Linked DNA regions of Mus musculus: region 1 is linked to region 2. A link is a contact called in public Hi-C data. All regions are on one chromosome and are shown on one strand. Each heading gives the region's core, a stretch centred on a gene start, on an enhancer-like site or on the middle of the called end of the contact. The rest is flanking DNA. Distances are from core to core; before and after follow the strand shown.

Region 1 (5,765 bases), core at 1,254-3,753, 320 kb after region 2:
ACCATCCAAGATGCTCTGCCATTGAACATGATCATTCAGGTACCACCACTTAAGATCTTGTTATAGGGTGCCAGGTAATACTGTCATAGTTCTCAAGGTAAATGGAGAGTGAGGGCTTTCAGCTTAATAGGATGGTTGATCCTCAATTGTTTGTCAGTTTATAGGTGATGTTACCTTCCTTCCTTTCAAGGGGAGGTTGATCCAAAGCCATGTGTAGTGATTTGGATGAGAACAGTCCCCACATATTCATAGATTTGAATATTTGGTACCTAGTTGGTGGAAGTATTTGGAGAAAGATAAGGAGGTTTGACCTTGTTGAAGATGTATGGTGGCACGCGCCTTTAATCCCAGCACTCGGGAGACAGAGGCAGGCAAATTTCTGAGTTCGAGGCCAGCCTGGTCTACAAAGTGAGTTCCAGGACAACCAGGGCTATGCAGAGAAACCTTGTCTCAAAAACAAGAAGAAGAAGGAGGAGGAGGGGGTGGGGAGGACAGGGGGGAGGAGGAGAAGGAGGAGGAGGGGGTGGGGAGGACAGGGGGGAGGAGGAGAAGGAGGAGGAGGAGGAGGAGAAGGAGAAGGAGAAGGAGAAGGAGGAGAAGGAGAAGAAGAAGAAGAAGAAGAAGAAGAAGAAGAAGAAGAAGAAGAAGAAGAAGAAGAAGAAGAAGAAGAAGAAGAAGAAGAAGAGAAGAAGAAGAAGAAGAAGAAGAAGAAGAAGAAGAAGAAGAGGAGGAGGAGAAGAAGAAGAAGAAGAAGAAGAAGAAGAAGAAGAAGAAGAAGAAGAAGAAGAAGAAGAAGAAGAAGAAGAAGAAGAAGAAGAAAGAAGATGTATCTAGAGGTGGCCTTTGAGATTTCAAAAACCTGTAGCAGGCCAAGTTTTCACTTCCTCTCCCTCTCCCTCTCTCTGTTCCTTCCTCTTCCCACCCCTGCCTCCTTCCCCCTCTCTCCACTCTCCTGCTTGTACAATGAAATGTCAGCTCTCAATTGCTCCCATGCCCTGCCTACTGCCATGTTCCCCACCATGATGATCTTAGACTCACCCTCTGAAACAGCAAGCAAACCCCCAATTAAACGCCTTCTTTTCTAAATTGCCTTGGTCATGGTGTCCCCTCCCAGCAATGGAAAAGCAACTGTAGTCCTGTGGGTGGGAATTCCACGGGAAAATGCAGCATCAGTGTGTAAAACAAGGAGGAAGAAACAGAGAAAGAGCTTTTCATCTCTCCCACACCTTGCTGAGGAGCAGAAGTCTGTAACCTTCAGGTTTCACAGTCAGATGACTGGCACAATCAAATCTAGAGATTTTACTCTCCCAGATATCAACCCTCAGTAGAAAAAATCCAAAAATCCCACCAAGCAATGAGCATGGTCACTGCTCCAACCCTACTCGGGGCTGCTCACCTGAAGGACTTTCTCTGTCATAGATAGATCATTTGTAGATGCCCGGGATCCACTCCCCTTTCATTTTCTGTGTGAAGTCCCCAAACATTCATGGTATCCCTGTATATTTTCTCTACAGTGAAGCACTTCCTTGTTGGCCTGGTACTAGCTGACTTCTAATCTTTATTAGTCAGATGTCTGCTCCTCAGAGACTCAAAGAGCAAGAATGACTAGTAGGCTTGTATGCTGGGTCCAAGCTACCCATGAGCATCAGCTCATAGGAACCTAGACACCTTCTCTGCTGATCGCATCCATTCTTTAACCCAGCTTCCTCTCGCCAGGACAGTTTGGGGGAGATCCTTCTGATCCTCTCTCGCCCCTCTTCCCTGCACCCCTGCCCCATCATCCCAGACTTCCATCCCCAGCTTCCTGTTCCCTTTCTTCTTCCCTTTCTAATGACCCCCAAAGACCTTACAAACCAGCGAGAGCCCAGAAATGTGGACACAGTACTAATAACCTCTCACAGATATCTCATGATAACTTTATAAAGCGATGCTTTAGATGGGACTTCTGGGAGGCAAGCTGCATAAATAGTTAAGGACCTAAGTCAAAGACCCAGATCAACTCTATTTAAGTGCTTGTGAAAGCAAGACTGAGAGGATACAAGTCACATGCTCCTGTTTAACCTTTACCAGAAGGCCTGGGCTCGCTGGCGCTCTCTCTCTCTCTCTCTCTCTCTCTCTCTCTCTCTCTCTCTCTCTCTCTCTCTCTCTCTCTCTCTCTCCTCTCCCCCCTCTCCGCTCCAGCTCCACACATGCATAGTGTCAGTGAGCTAAAGGGTCTGTTGTGGGCAATGAACCCATCTCAAGCAGAAAAATCTCCTTTAGCACAACTTGGCACTAACAAGTCACAGAACAAAGGCAGGAAGCGTCCCTTTTCGTTTTATTCACCGGGAAGGACTCTGCCCACTCCTTACCCACTGTCTGATTTCTCACCAAAGGAACATTTGCAAGATGAAAGATTTATATTCTGTGAAATATTTCACTTGTCATCACAGGGGACTCCAGGTTCCCCGGCTGTGCCGTGGGTTCCGGGAAGGCTCCCTGTGCGGCCTTCCTCACAAGCAAAGCCACACTGCTCCCAAGTGGCTTCTGTGGAGAAGCAGAAAGCCAACTGTGGCTGAGACTGAACATTCCAGGCCCAGGGGCTGTTTCCCCGATGCCTCTTCTAGGGGGAGACCTCTATAGACCTAGCATCAGGCTCCTCACAACGGTTACCCTGGGGAGCTCAGCTCTCCCAATCGGAGGAAGACCTTAGATCTTGGCAAAGGTTCAGCCTTTTAAAGTAAAATTGGAAACCTACAGGGCTGTCAGCGTTGGTGCCAATTACACTGGATTGTTTGTACCCCAAAAAGGCAGCTCCCTACTGTTCACGAATCTTCTGTCACTTGGGAAGACAAGGCTGTCACAATAAGTACTATCCCCTTGCTGGTCTCATCCTTTGTCAACAATGAAAAACATCGCTTTTCTTTATAATTACTAATCTTGTAACATTACTGTCCCTGCACCCTGAAGGGGGTTTTTCCTTCTGTCACTAGAATCGGTGTTCTCGCAATTTAGAGTAACTCTGCCCGATAAACTCTAAAGTTATTGACGTAGAGGCAGGTGAATATCACAATATAGGCGCATGGCTCCTAATAGCTCCTCAGAGCCACGCCCCCACTTACCCCTGCCTTCGCCCAAAGCTAAGGCTGCTGAGCTCTAGGTAAATTAAATCCAAAACTCCATGGTAGACACAAGAACCAGTGCATAGTGAAGTTCTGCAGGCATTTGAATGCTGTTGTCTGCTGATGAATTCTTAATTCAAGCTGCACCAAAGACACACCAGGCGAGCCAGGAAGCACTAGCCCTCCTAGACTCCACCCAGGCCATTCAAATTAGAACCAGGAATAACTGTGTCTCACATTATGTTAGAGATTCTGATGAGCTAAATGTTGAGAATAAAGTTACATTATTTAACTCGATGACTTCATTATTCACAACAGTATGTTCACAGACACACAAAAAAATAAAAAATAGAGAGAGAATAAAAAGATAATGGCTGGAAATATCTCTCTCTCTCTCACACACACACACATACACACAAACACACACACACACACATTGTTAAAGGCTAAGACTCACAACCAAAGAATAAAGAGTTGTGCTGGACATGATTGCACACACCTTTAATTAGCAGTTAGGAGGCAGAGACAGATGAACCTCTGAGTTTGAGGCCAAATGGGTCTATATCAATTGTTCTCAACCTGTGGGTCCGGACTCCTTTGGAAGTCACATATCAGATATCCTGCATATTGGATATTTACATTACAATTCATAACAACAACAAAATTACAGTTATGAAGTAGCAATAAAAGTAATTTTATGGTTAGGGGTCACCACAACATGAGGAACTGTATTAAAAGGTTGCAACATTAGGAAGGTTGAGAACCACTAGTCTACATAGTAAGTTATAGGCTAGCCTGGGCTACATAGTGAGACCCTGTTTCAAAAAATAATAATAATAAATTTTAAGAGAAATAGAAAGTTTTTTTAAATACATATTTGGGATATGAATTTTCCTAAACACTGCCTTCCAGTAATGACCAGTTAGTTTATCTCTCTGGAGAGTATAAAGAAAGGGGAAGGAGTCCAAAGCCTTTGTTGCCTGCCTAACCCTGGCCCAGCAGCTCTGGGAGCAAGAGGCAGTCCCCAGCAGTACACATCCCATCACTAGGGGAGGCAGGAGACTGCCACGCTCTTCATCACAAGCCGCTCTTTTAACATTTCATTTTGTGAGTGCCTAAATTAGAAACATTTTCTTCATTAAGCCAGATTTATGAAGTAACAATTACCTCATTTGCCCATTTTTTAAAATTAATCAAAGATTTATATAACTTCCAATCAGAGGTGCTGACCAGTAAAAAAAACCTACCCATTGCTGGTGTCAAATTGCAAGAATGCCATTCCCCAGCAGAGGAAAGCGAGGCAGGTTGAACCCACACAATTCATCTTAAATAGGCAGGCTCTTCTAAAAGCAAATTTGAAATGCTAAACTGTGGGAAACAAATCATGGCCACTGAAAGCTTGGGGACTGTTGAGGAGGAAGGAGGCAAGATGAATACAAATATTCCAGGGCAGCAGGTTGAAAGGGGAAAGGTTAGAGAGTAAGTGGGGGCTTCTACCACAGCACTATGCTGTTAGGGACTTTATTCTGCCAATAATTGCACATGAATCCTTGCACATATCAAACCATCACCGCCAGACTCCATTTTCCCATTTGTAAACTGAGAGAGATTAAGCTAAGGCAGGTCTCCTCAAGCTTGGCTGTATTGATATTCAAGGCAGATCATTTCCTTGTGGGCCTGCCCTGTACATAACAGGACGTTTAGTGACATGGCTGGCCTCTACTCATTAACCGCTAGGACCATACCCTGTCACTGTAGTAATCACAAGGGTCTAGAGACATGGCTAAATATCTGCACCCTGTCCCAGGGGGATTCTAAGTTCCCTATATTTTTGAAAATCCATGACTTACATGGAAGAAGCTGAGGGGTGGTTCGGTGGATTCGGGAACACACAGAAAAAGCCAAAATGGGTCCTGCACGTGGAAAGGCACCTCTAAAGATGTCGTCAGGGTGCACTGGAGTTTTAATCAACCTAAGGAGCTTTTCTAACTGTCAGAGTCAAGATGAAATGTCTGACCCATTTAATCAGAACTCCATGGGGCTGCAAGGCTCTACAGCTGACTCCAGTGTGACCGTTCAAAGGTCATCACAGGAGATCATAGTGGAAGACAGAAGGAGCTGTCTGTCTCGTCATCTCTCACAATTCTGCTAATACTTTATTTCAATCAATATGGTAAAAGAAGGTCCCATCTGTGCAAAACACTACAGTATTCTCCAATACATCCTCAAGTGTATTTAACATATTCAACTGTATACTTTGACCCACTCGGCAACATACCACACTGTGTGATTTTTGCATTCCTCAAAGAACAAAACTCGGCTTTAGTAGTAGCAACGCAGTACACGGTACACACACATGCACGTACACACACATATACATGCATGCATATACACACATACTCATGAACATGTGTGCACATACTCACACATACACATACTCCCACATGCACACAAATATATATGCATGTGAATGTACACACACACACACGCACCAAGGCCAGTTTCAAGCTTTGCCTTTAGTGAAATTCACAGACCCTTCAGAGTGCTTGGACACCTCAATAAAGCCACAAAGGCAGTGTTCAGAGGAGTCACCATCATCTCCCCCAAATCCTCTTTCCCCTCCTCATGAGCCTGAGATCTCGCCAGCCAAAATCTCCAAACCAT
Region 2 (6,523 bases), core at 1,461-3,960:
TTGTCCGAAGCCCCCTCCCAAGTGTCATGGCACTCCTTTTTACTGGTCTTCCTGGAGGGACAGGATTAGCTCCATAGATCACCCTGGCTTCCCGACCAGCTGCCAGGCAGTAAAGCCCGGGAACTGGGGTGGTGGATCTGAAGGCATCAGCTTGTCACTCTTGATGACCATTCATCTGCAACAGAAATAGCCCATGGTGCCTCAGAGATCGATGTGGAGACCACCGCTCTTCAACATTATTGCCACTAATTATTAAGATGAATGTGGTGATTAATGGGAGCAGTGCTTTTTCACTCTATGCAAATGGTGAGCTCATGCATATACATGGTGGAGGGGGCTTACCAACCTGGTGCCCTGAACATTACTGCTCAGCCCCCTTATTCAGCTGTCACTGTGACCCAGGTGCAACAACTTACAGTGATTTAAAAAAGAAATGCTAAAAATGAATTGTTGATCAGCAGCCTCAGGCAGCTTTTTGGAAATTCCCTTCTACGAGGGCTGTGCTTTGATTAGGGAAAGCTCAATCAAGGCAATAACCGGGGTTATTAAGGATGCTGCATTAGCTCGTGGTCCTCAGTTACTGTGTTCTGAAGGAAGGTGCTGGTGAGGAAAAAGCAAAGCCGACTTCTGCTGTGATAAGATTAAACTGAGCCGACGACTCATACTTGGAGTTTTAAGTTGGAAAGATGAGTAGGGGGGGGGGGGCGTGTCAATTAAGCACCAGCAAGCTCCTTTACATTGGTTTCTTTTCTTGTTGCTATGACGACACGCCCAACAAAAGTGTTTTTAAGGGAGAAAGGATTTATTTTGGCTCACAGTTTGAAAGTGTGTGGCAGGAGAGACGTGGTGGTGAGAGAAACTCTAGGCAACTGGTCAGATCGTGTTTGCAATTAGGATGCAGAGTGGGAGACAGGTGTGTGTTCTCCACTTACTTTTTTGTATTTAGTCTGGAACCCCAAATGAGGTGGTGCTAGCCACATTCAGGATGGGTTTTCCAAATTCAGTTAAATCTCTCTGGAAATACCCTCATACACACGCCCAGAAAATTGCCTTGTAGGTTCCTCTAAGTCCTGTCAGGTTGATGACCAACAGCAACCATCACAAGCCCACCCCTTTCCAAACTGACACTCAAACAAATCACTTTTAAATCACAACCTTCCAACCATAGTTTCTAAAGCGCGGAGCATTTCATAATGAAAAGGCATTTAGTCCATCTCTAAATGTCACCAAAGTCTCAGCATTCCAAAGCAAAGCCAAAGCTCAGAACCTCTGCAGAGCTTTGGATATCTCCTACAGTGAGCTTCTGTAAAATCAAATCGACGAGTTTCTTTTTCCAATCTTCGACAACACAGAATAAACATTCTCATTTCAAAAGGCAAGGTTATGGGAATCAGAAGAAAAACACACTATACAAGGAAAGATTGAAGCAAGACTAACAAAAGCAAGACTAAAGCAGAGAATGATTGAACCAGAGCGAAACAAGACCCAGTACAGAACACAGCACACCCTGAAGCACCTCATTGGGCATTTGGGGCTTGTGATGGAAACAACTGGGCTCCAAAGGGTTTAGGAATCCCCGCCCATTCAGCTCTGCTTCCTATAGCACAACGGTTCTCTCTTGAGCTGGCTCTACTCCACAACCAAACTTTGTTCTGTCAACCTCCCTTAGTCCTGGCATCTCCAACATCCTGAGGTCTTCATTTCAACTTCAGGATTTCCTCCGCAGGGTCTCCTTTCAGTGACTCCAACCCTGCTACATTGCTTGGCCTCAATGGCTGTCTAGAAACTTTATGTAAGCTTCCACAACCATCCCCCAACTCCTGTATTTAGCATGCCTGCAAACAATTGATGTCACTGCCAAATTATGTTGCCAGCTTGAGATGTAGTCAGTTCCCATCTACAATATTTATTATGCTTATGTAAACTTTGGTAGACAAATCCAGAGCAACATTTCTTTCTACAGTTGTTTTACAACAGGGAGTCTTCCAGTGGCAGTCTGGAGGAGTCTCTCTCCCTTCAAATACATTGTATTTTGATAATCTAGAGTTTTTTATGTGTGGGGTCTTATTCTCCAGGAAACTTTCCTACTATCCCACTGCAAGATTACTTCTTAAATTACACCAGTGTCTTTGACAAACTCAGCTGCTTTCTCTTGTCAGCAACTTTTTCTGCTTCTCTTTGTATATGTGTGTACTATGTATGTATGTATGTATGTACTATGTATGTTTGTGTAGGAAAGTGTAGTATGTACTCTGTGTGTGTGTGTGTGTGTGTGTGTGTGTGTGTGTGTGTCTGTGTCTGTGTGTCTGTGTGTGTCTGAGTGTCAGGTCAACCTCAGCTAGCAACCCTCACTTTCTTTCTTGTTCAAGACAGAGTCTCTTTTGCTGCGGCACAAGCCATGCTATCTGACCTCTGAGCTTTCTCTTTTGCTACCGCACAAGCCATGCTCTCTGAGCTTCTGGATCTTCTTCTGTCCCCACCTCTCATCTTCCATGGGGTCACAGACATGCACCACCACACCCTGCACTGAGTGAGTCCCGAGGATCCACACTCAGACCCTCACACTTGTGTGGCAAGTGCTCTGAGCACTGAGCCATCTTGGCTGCATCCACTGTCAGAAACTTTAAATTCACTTCTGCATCTTTTCTCAGCAAGCCCCATGTGTTGTCATGTCCCTCTGTTTATTGTCTGTACTCTCTCCCCATAAACCTGCATAAAAGTGGTGAGTCATAGCCATGACACAATCTGAATGCTTAGCTGTGGAGGAAATCCCTCTGTCAAACAAATTAGCCCATGACCTTTGAACTCAGCCTCCCTTAAATTTTCAGTATATGTGCAGAAAAACGTAACTAGATTCTTTGCTAGGATGAATTTCTGATGCTCTTCCTCAGAGTCCTCGTTCCCCTCTCATGAACCAGCCTCCACTGTCCATACTGTTTTTCAGTCTCTAGTCCTCTTAGGTTTTACTAGGACAGCCCATTAGACTGTACTCACCACATTCTAGATCTTCACTAGCCTGCGGCTCCAAAACTATCTCCGTTCCTCCTTCAAACAGATTCCAGAATCCTAGAAACACATGGTCAGGTTTAGCAGGAGCAGCACCACTCCTGGGCACAACTGTAATTGTTGTATTAGACACTTTCTCATTACTGTGGCAAAATACCGATTTAAAAGCTGCTTAAAGAAGAAAGCTTCTGTTTGGGGTCACAGTGTAAGAGTATACTGCATTGTGGCATGGAAAACGTGGCAGTAAAACTCGCTAGCTGTTTGGCAGAGATGTGGCAGAAGCATGAGGCAGCTGGTCACATGCATCATCAGTAATAAGAAGGAGAGATAAACACTGACACTCCATTCACTTTCTCAGTGGGACTTAGGCTGGAACCCCAGCCTATGGCACGGTACCATCCACAGCCAAGGTGAACTCCATGGTCAGATAAAGCTCTCTAGAAACACACTCACAGAAACTCTGAGATTTTCCTCCTGGGTACTTAATCCTTTCAAGTCAATCACAGTAACTACCACGACATCCTAAGCTTAAAATGATAGGGTCGTTTTGAGTTCCCTAGTGAGTGAGATATAAGCATGTCTTCCACATGAAAATAATTGTTTCTGCCATAGCCATCCTTCATGTAACATGGCTATTATCTGCTACAGTTTGCAAACATATATTTCACTCACTTAGCAAACATTTCATCAGTATAATACCGAACTCCCTGTTCTTTGCCATATGATCAAAGTATAGACCACTACTAAGTTCCTAAGATGTAAGCTTTCCTTAGTGACTGAAGTAATATTATTCTCCTTTGTAAACTCAGTGTCTGCCATATTGTTGTCAATCAATAAATATTTGTCAAATGATTACGTTTTGTATTTAAATTAAAATTCAGGATCTGTAGGATCTATAGCCCACCACTTTCCAAACCAGCATAATCTCTAACCATATTCTAAGTATTTGTCCTTATACCCACAGAGAAATATAGTTCTCATTCCTCACCAAGAAAATATCTTTTTGTAACAGAAGGACCCCATTACAGAAAACCACAACTAATCAAAATGCAGAGCTGTGTGCGGCCAAGTCTGAATGGATACATCTAGAAAACAAGTCCTGAACCTATGACTCAGGGAACATTGTGGAAGAGGGGGCAGAAAGGCTATAACAGGAAGACCATGAAGTTTGCTGTGAGGTTGTGTCCTCTAGTCCTATCAGAAGCTAAGCCCATAGAGTCTCACTAACATGACCTAAGCTGGAGCTGAACAAAGCCAACAACAAGCATACCAGAGTGGACTGGGGAGTGAGGAGCTCACAAAGCAACTAAGCAAGGTTGAGATTGGGAGAAATAATCTTCCCCAAGATAGGACATACTATATGCATATAACAACAATGAAAACAAAAGAGGCAATGAATTGAAAAGAAAGCAAGAAGGGGTATATGGGAGGAAAGGGAAGGGAGAAATGATGTAATTCCTCTACAAGCTCAAAAAATAAAAGAATAACATTTTAAAAAGAAAAATACAGAAGAATGTAAGACCTAGCTTCTACCCTGAATAAAGCTACACTTACCAGGAAAGTAAGGCCAGCGTATCCTAATGGATCCATTCTTAATCCATTCCCTATTGTTGTAGATGAGTACAGACTGGAGGATCTATGAAGAATGGGATTGTGTTCATTTTAATATTCTGGAAGCTATGTTGACACACTGCTTAGCATGGCAAGTAACTTCTCCAACTCATCAGAACATGACAGAAAACATCAATTAGAAGACACAGCTAGTGTGTCAGAGAGCTCACTCCTTCCATTATCCATCAATCTCCAACTTAATCCATCCACAAGGGGAGAGCTCTTTAGGACCTAATTTTCTTCTTAAAGATCCTATATCCTAATACCATTATCAAGTGAATTTGGGGATTACATTTCTAGCACAAGAAATTGGGGAATATTCACTTGTATCAGCTTCTCTTATCAGTGTAATCAAATACCTTACACAAGCAACTTAAGGGAGAAAGGGTTTTTTGACTCATACCTTCTGGGGCTATCAGTCTATGATGCTAGGGAAGGTATAGTAACAGGAGCAGGCCAGGTCTGTTTGATAGCTTGTCCACATTTTGACCAAGCATTCTACCAGGAATCAAAAGTAAAGAAACTCACTTCAGCTACCCTGGCCACCACGTGTTCCTAAAGATCTACAATATCTCAAAATAGCTACTAGCTGAAACTGGCAAACACGTCAACACATGAACTTGTGGAGGACTCTTCAAAACCAACAATACCATCATTGAGACCAGAGTGCATAGAATCCCTTCTCAAAGACATTGATAGGAAAATCATATTCCTTGTTTAATACACATCCCTATCTAAGACTTCCTCTTTCTATCTACCCAACTCCCTTTCTTTTTTTTAAATTAGATATTTTCTTTATTTACATTTCAAATACTATCCTGAAAGTTCCCTGTACACCCATCCTGCCCTGTTCCCCTACCTACCCACTCCCACTTCTTGGCCCTGGCGTTCCCCTGTACTGGGAACCAAGGGGCCTCTTTTCCCAATGATGGCTGACTAGGCCATCTTCTTCTACATATGCAGCTAAAGACACGAGCTCTGGAGGTACTGGTTAGTTCGTATTGTTGTTCCACCTATAGGGTTGCAGACCCCTTCAGCTCCTTGGGTACTTTCTCTAGTTCCTCCATTGGGGGCCCTCTGTTCCATCCAAGAGATGACTATGACCATCTACTTCTGTATTTGCTAGGCGCTGGCATATCCTCACAAGAGACAGCTATGTCAGGGTCCTTTAAGCGAAATCTTGCTGGCATGTGCAATAGTGTCTGGTTTTGTTGGCTGATTTCAGGATGGATCCCCGGGTGGGGTAGTCTCTGGATGATCCATCCTTTCGTCTTAGTTCCAAACACTGTCTCTGTAACTTCTTCCATAGGTATTTTGTTCCCTATTCTAAGGAGGAATAAAGTATCCAAACTTTGGTCTTTCTTCTTCTTGATTTTCTTGTGTTTTGCAAATTGTATGTTGGGTATTCTAAGTTTCTGGGCTAAAGTCCACTTACTTATCAGTGCGTGCATATCAAGTGAGTTCCTTTGTGATTGGGTTACCTCACTCAGTATGATATCCTCCAGATCCATCCATTTGCCTAAGAATTTCATAAATTCATTGTTTTTAATAGCTGAGTAGTACTCCATTGTATAAATTGCCCTTTCTAAGTAGGTGAAGAATTTAGTTGGAATTTTGATGTGGATTGCATTGAATCTGTAGATTCCTTTCAGGAGGATAGCCATTTTGACTATATTAATCCTGCCGATCCATGAGCATGGGACATAATTCTATCTTCTAAGATCCTCTTCAATTTCTTTCTTCAGAAACTTGAAGTTCTTATCATGCAGATTGTTCACTTCCTTAGTTAGATTCACACCTAGGTATTTTATATTATTTGTGACTATTGTGAAGGGTGTTGTTTCCTTAATTTCTTTCTCAGCCTGTTTATCCTTTGTGTAGAGAAAGGCCACTGATTTGTGAGTTA

The links. Hi-C and Micro-C count contacts between places; a contact is called where the count stands out from the background.
Region 1: a Hi-C map of uterus shows a contact between it and region 2, with 4 times the contacts expected there. The contact joins two enhancer-like sites. A contact is called at or near these places in 3 of 484 Hi-C or Micro-C datasets (all in uterus) and 1 of 115 datasets of contacts at active chromatin or transcription factors (embryonic basal ganglia).

What each region holds. Positions count from the first base shown.
Region 1 is chr11:19,668,793-19,674,557 of GRCm38.p6, forward strand. No RefSeq gene overlaps it. Among named protein-coding and RNA genes, the nearest start is that of Gm39601, 53 kb to the left of the region's middle. Within about 2 kb of position 2,504, at least 13 of the 459 cell types and tissues checked have an H3K27ac peak or open chromatin away from gene starts, as enhancers often do. A contact at or near this core is called in uterus, where this site is marked.
Region 2 is chr11:19,353,576-19,360,098 of GRCm38.p6, forward strand. It overlaps the pseudogene Gm12026. Among named protein-coding and RNA genes, the nearest start is that of Gm39601, 260 kb to the right of the region's middle. Within about 2 kb of position 2,711, at least 7 of the 459 cell types and tissues checked have an H3K27ac peak or open chromatin away from gene starts, as enhancers often do. A contact at or near this core is called in uterus, where this site is marked.